2 separate regions of the Anser cygnoides genome follow, and region 1 is linked to region 2. The links are chromatin contacts, called in public Hi-C maps. All regions are on one chromosome and are shown on one strand. The core of a region is the stretch at or near the end of the contact, and the rest is flanking DNA. Distances in the headings are between cores, read along the strand shown.

The links. A called contact is a pair of places that touch in the nucleus more often than the background predicts.
Region 1: a Hi-C map of liver shows a contact between it and region 2, with 1.6 times the contacts expected there. The contact joins the promoter of PPM1K here to the promoter of WDFY3 in region 2. A contact is called at or near these places in 2 of 7 Hi-C or Micro-C datasets (granulosa cells and liver).

The regions. Positions count from the first base shown.
Region 1 is chr4:80,879,377-80,882,076 of Taihu_goose_T2T_genome, reverse strand. It overlaps PPM1K (protein phosphatase, Mg2+/Mn2+ dependent 1K), which reads left to right and starts at 1,365. Exons shown (of 7, transcript XM_066996502.1): 1 at 1,365-1,504. It overlaps LOC106048172 (a long non-coding RNA gene), which reads right to left. Exons shown (of 4, transcript XR_010831320.1): 3 at 1,240-2,700; 4 at 1-293.
Region 2 is chr4:80,681,123-80,683,822 of Taihu_goose_T2T_genome, reverse strand. It overlaps WDFY3 (WD repeat and FYVE domain containing 3), which reads right to left and starts at 1,309. Exons shown (of 66, transcript XM_066996496.1): 1 at 638-1,309.

The sequences.
Region 1 (2,700 bases), core at 116-2,615, 200 kb before region 2:
TAACAGAGAGGTGTTGTCAGGAGAAAGTTACTCCTGTGTCTGCAGCAGCAAGAACAAGCTTGGACCTTGCAGCCAGGAGCAGGGAGGGAGCGGTCTAACCCCAAGATGCCAGCGTGACGTGGGCTTCCAGTGGGCTTCCAGTCAGGCTCGCAGCCAGACGGTGTCAAATGATAGGGGAATGCCCTCGCTGTGAAGTGTTTTTCACCTGAATAACGTTCCTTTTAAGATCCTCAAGTCCGTTCTGCTGAAGTGGACTTAAATCCCAGATGTCCATGGCAAATAGGAACAGCAATCTAAACCAGAAAAAATAAATAACTGTAAAGCAGCGGAGTAGGACTGAAGTGGTGCTTCTTTGCATTAATGACTCTGCAAATGATTCTCCACCAGTAACCCCACTCAGAACTTTATATTCCTGCTGATCCTAAACATTCAGGAGGAGACTGGAGGGTAAGATATCCAATGCCCCAGATGCCACAGGTCAAGGACCAGAAAGGAATAAAAGCTGTGCTCAGTTAAGAGCCGCACTTGATAGCTCTATAAAAGCAACTGCAATCTATAAAAGCTCTATAAAAGCAACTGCAATCACTTTCTTTCCCTTTGAGCTGGGGTGCATTGGAGCCTGAGGAAGAAAAAAGCCCCGCACCCCACTGCAGTGGCAAGCACGGCAGGTAGCTGCAAGCTTCCCGTGTGCCCACAGCTGCAGGACAGCAAGGCACTGTGTGCAAGCCAAGCAGCGTGGCTTTTCAATGTGCATGCCTCATGCCATGAAACCACATACATGCATACATGGCACATACATGCCATGATCCACATACAGCACTATTTTCAAGCACTGCAGCCCCTAACTTCTAATGCTTCACAATGTACCAAGTTTCAGGGCAAATTCAGCTTACACCGCTCACACGCTATGAATGGAGAATGCCAAAAGCAGAATGCAAGCAGCTAGGAGCATCCTATCCTAACTTGCTTTATCCTGTAGGTAAGAATAGGGCAGAAAAGCACCGCAATAATCTACTTCAGTTTCCCAATAAGCTGCCTGAAAAGTCAAAAAACATCTAAAGTTTCAAGTAGGCAAAACAACGATTTGTTTACTAGTGATCTTTTCAGAAAAGATGGGATTGCTACGTACAGAAACGCGACCTTTGCTTTAATAAACTGCTGTCTAAATCGTGTTTTTTAGTCTGACCTTCCCAGAACCTACACGGTGTTTAGACGTAGGATTTTATTTCTGAGCTTTACCAGACCAGAAGCAAGCTGCCCAAGATGGACGGAGGCGAGTCCTGCGGCGGCTGATGCGCAGCTGCCGCGTGTTCCCCTAGGCAGGACACCCGCGGTAGAGGCAGCGCTGCGAGCAGCCCGCGGCCCGCTGAAGCCGTCCCGCCGCCGCCCCGGCCCCGCACGCCTGCCTTCTGCCTCAGCAGCACGCCAGGGATGCCACACCCCCCGCAGGAACACGGCGTGCCGGACCGAGAGCCGGGCGCCCAGAGGACGCCAAAACGACACGGTTTCTCCCTCCCCGTGCTTCTGTTCCGATCTCCTTCAGCTGCTCGCAGCCCTGCCTGGGCCGCGCGCCCGGCGCTGACGCGGGCGGGGTGTGGGCGGCGGGGGGGGCTCGGCCACAGCCGCCGCTGCCATTGGGGCCGGCGAGGGGCCGGGCTGAGGGGGGCCGGGCTGCTGGGCCCGGCGGCCTCGGGGAAGACGGTGGGGAGCGGCACCCTGCGTCCTGCGGTGCCTGGCGGAGCCGTCGCTCGTCGCCGCCGGCTGCCGGGCACGGGAGGAGGAGGAGGAGGAGAGCGGTGAGGCGCGGCTCGGTGGGGGCGGCAGGGGCAGCTGCCCTGGTTCAGCCGCTCGGGCGCGCCGGGGGTTTCGCGTTCCGTTTGCACGCATGCAGTGCGGTGCGGAGCCCCGCGTGCCTTCCTCCTTCTTGGCTTGCGGTGGTTCCGCCCCCCGCTCGGCATGGAGACTTTCCATCTGCCGTGGAGCTGCCACTCTGCCAAGGGGGCACCATACAGCTTGAACTATGGCTTAATCATTAACTGCAATTACTGCATGTTGTTAGCTACCTATAATAACTATTTTTGTAGGTTAAATAGGCGCAGACTATCAGGATCAGATGGAGCATCTACAGCCCCCCCACATGCACTTGGGCTGTGGTACCAGCGCTGCCTTTTACAATGCCTTCGTCTTGTTTGTCCCCGGTAGGCTTGCTCAGTGTTTGGCAGCCTGTCCGCTAGGAAAGTACAGACCGTGCTCCGTCAGCTGAAAGCCAGCTATTTACATCACGGCAGTTACGGCTCGGTTTCCTATTCCTTGCTTGCAGAGACAGTTGAAAAGCCAAACAGCCATTGCTGTTTGTACTTGCCTGGAGAAAAAGGGCTTTTGAGAGATCCGTTTGATGGAAACAAATACATTAATTAGCTCCGTATTTTGGAATAATCTTCCAGTTCATGCTGTGGATACTGGGAAGTCTAAATATAGCTAGCTTTTCATGTTCTCCTTTCTAGCTGACAGAAGTGAATCTGATCGTGGGTTTCCTAAGTTGGCAGGCATTGAATTTTGTCGTGCTGTGCTTCACCATAGGACGTTAACATACTGTTGCTGTGAGTCAAGGGCAGCAGAAAAGAAAAAGTCAAGAAAGTAAACCAGTTATTAAGCACCCGCGAGTATAGTGAAATAAGGGTGAGATATTGCAGACATCCA
Region 2 (2,700 bases), core at 60-2,559:
GCAGGAAACCACAGTCCTAATCTTTCAAGGTGAACACCACGCGGGGACTCGGCACCCAAAGTTACCAAGTGGGCTCCAGGCAAACCGCACCAGTTATGTGGATCTCCCCGAGGGGTGAACAAACCCCACGCGCAGGGGGGCAGCCGGCCCCTCAGCCCCTCACAGCCCCCCGGTACCCACAGCCGGCCGCCGGGGGCTCCGACTGTCGCACCTCGGGGTGCAGGGGTCGGAGACGGTCTTCAGATAAATAAATTAAAACAAAACGAGGGGGAAGGCCCGCCGCCCCCCGGCACAACAAAGGCCGCCGGAGCGGCCCAGCGCCGCCGTCGAGCTCCCTTCAGGGCCCCGCAGGCCGGGGCCCCGCCGGAGACCCCCGCGCGCCTCCCTCCGCCCAGCGGGCAGGGAACACGGCAATAAAAACGCAATGGAAAGGGGCCGGGGGCTGGGAGCAGGGGGCACAGCCCGCGCAGCGGCAGCACTCGGGGGCCGAGGCTACCTGCGCCCCGGCATCCCCGGGGAGCGGGCGGCCGCCACGGCCTGCGGCCGGGCCGAACGAGCCGGCAGGTGGCGGGGGGCCCCTCCGGGGCCGGCCGCGGCACAACAAAGCGGCGGGGCCCGGGCGGCGGCGGGCACTCACCGGGCGGCGGCGGGGGGCTCGGCCCTGCCCGCCGGGGCGGGGAGGGAGCAGCGGGCGGCCCCTCCGCTCGTCTCCGCAGCTGATCTCGCTCACGGCGCGGCGCGGCGGGCCGCGGGCCGGGCCCAGAGGGCGGCTCCCCCGCTGAGGCCCAAGCGGGCTCCGGCGGGAGGCACCGCTGCAGCGCACTGGGGCCGGGGTCGTCGCGGCCCCATCAAGGCCGGGCCGGGCCGAGCGAGGCGGGGCGGAGGGAGCAGGGCCGCTCCCCGCGGCGGCTGGTGGCCATCTTAGTCCTTCTCCTCCTCCGCGGCACCGAGTGCCCCCTCCCCGCACGGCTGCCAGCGCTGCCTCCTCCCTCCCGCCCTCGGCTCCTCCTCCTCCCTCTGGCTGGCTGCGGCCCCCGCCGCTCCCGTGGTTGGGTTTGCCCCGGCCGGACTGGCCCACGGGGGGGTTCGGTAATGGCGGGCGGAGGGAGCGGTCCCTCACGGAGCAGCTCGCCGCCCCTCTTCCCTCGGCTGGGCGGCAACGCACCGCCCCGACGCTGTCCCCGCGCTCTCTCTGGGTTGCAGTTGTTTTTTTCAATGTATTTGTGGGCTATTAGCTTGACTTTTAGCAGTTTCGGGGTCCCGTGGAGTCAGGCGGAGAGTTACGTGCCTCCCCCTCCTCAGACAAAAATCCTGCTCCTCCTGGCAGACACCCGCCGCGCCTTGTGCCTTTCTTCTTCCCCCTCTTCTCAGGGCTGCCCCCGCCCTCCTCTGCCCGTTACCGGCGCCCAGCAGCCTGACGTGTAGAGGAGAGGCGCCTGCCTCGAGAGAAGAGCCTGCATGTCACCTGAAGGGAAGTAAACAGGCAAACATAAGACAGAAAGAAGTCCACTTCTATTTGGGGCTGAGGCGCTTTCCCTTAGTCTTTGGTCGTATGTGCACTGAGTGAAGGTCCACTGAGTGTTCCTGCTGTGGTACACAAAAGGGATTGTACGTTTGAGCTGTGCAACAGAGGAAATATTTTATCCACGATTCAGATGTTTAAACATAGACATAGTTAATCTTTTCCTAATTAAGCCAGAAGTTTGGTTAAATCCCTTGAGCTGAAGGACTCCTTTGTGCCAGCTAGACAAATTGTCCATTTAAAGTTTAACTAGACACACCAGCTACAGTGTCACCTGGGACCCTGCATCCGCTCAGATACCTCATGGGGAAAGGTAAAGACACGCCCACATGTGTGACCACTTAGCATTCTGCCTTGTTCCAGTAACTCCTCACTTCTTTCAAGATGTCAGGTATTAACAGCCATTCACCTCCTAGCAGTTTACTTTTTCATTTACAAAATCATAGAATCGCCTGGGTTGAAAAGGACCTCAAAGATCATCTAGTTTCAACCCCCCTGCTCTGGGTAGGGTTGCCAACCACTAGAGCAGGCTGCCCAGAGCCGCATCCAGCCTGGCCCTGAATGCCTCCAGGGATGGGGCATCCACAACCTCTCTGGGCAACCTGTTCCAATGCCTCACCACCCTCTGAGTGAAAAACTCTCTCCTAATTTCTAACCTAAATCTCCCCATCTTAGTTTAAAACAATTCCCCCTTGTCCTATCACTATCAACACATGTAAACAGGCATTTCCCCTCCTGTTCATACACTCCCTTCAAGTACTGGTAGGCTGCAATGAGGTCCCCCCAGAGCCTTCTCCAAGCTAAACAAGCCCAGTTCCCTCAACCTTTCTTCATAGGAGAGGTGCTCCAGCCCTCTGATCATCTTAGTGGCCTCATCTTGGAGTCTTCACAGAAGGGATCAAGTAGCAGCTTGGTGAATCTAGCTCCAGGGTTAAAAGCAGCAAGAAATAACACACCAACCACCAAAGACCTTTGCGGTTTATGGGTAAACAATCACAAGGAACCAGGAGAATTGCTTCTTACCTCTGCTATCATGACTTAAGTGGAACTGGGTACTCTGTTATACCTGAGGACTGATTGAGTAAACACCATTTACCCCATCTTCCTTTTCTAACAAGTAATATAAAAAATACAATTCCACTTAACATTTTCACTCACTGCTGTCCAGTGGAAATCAT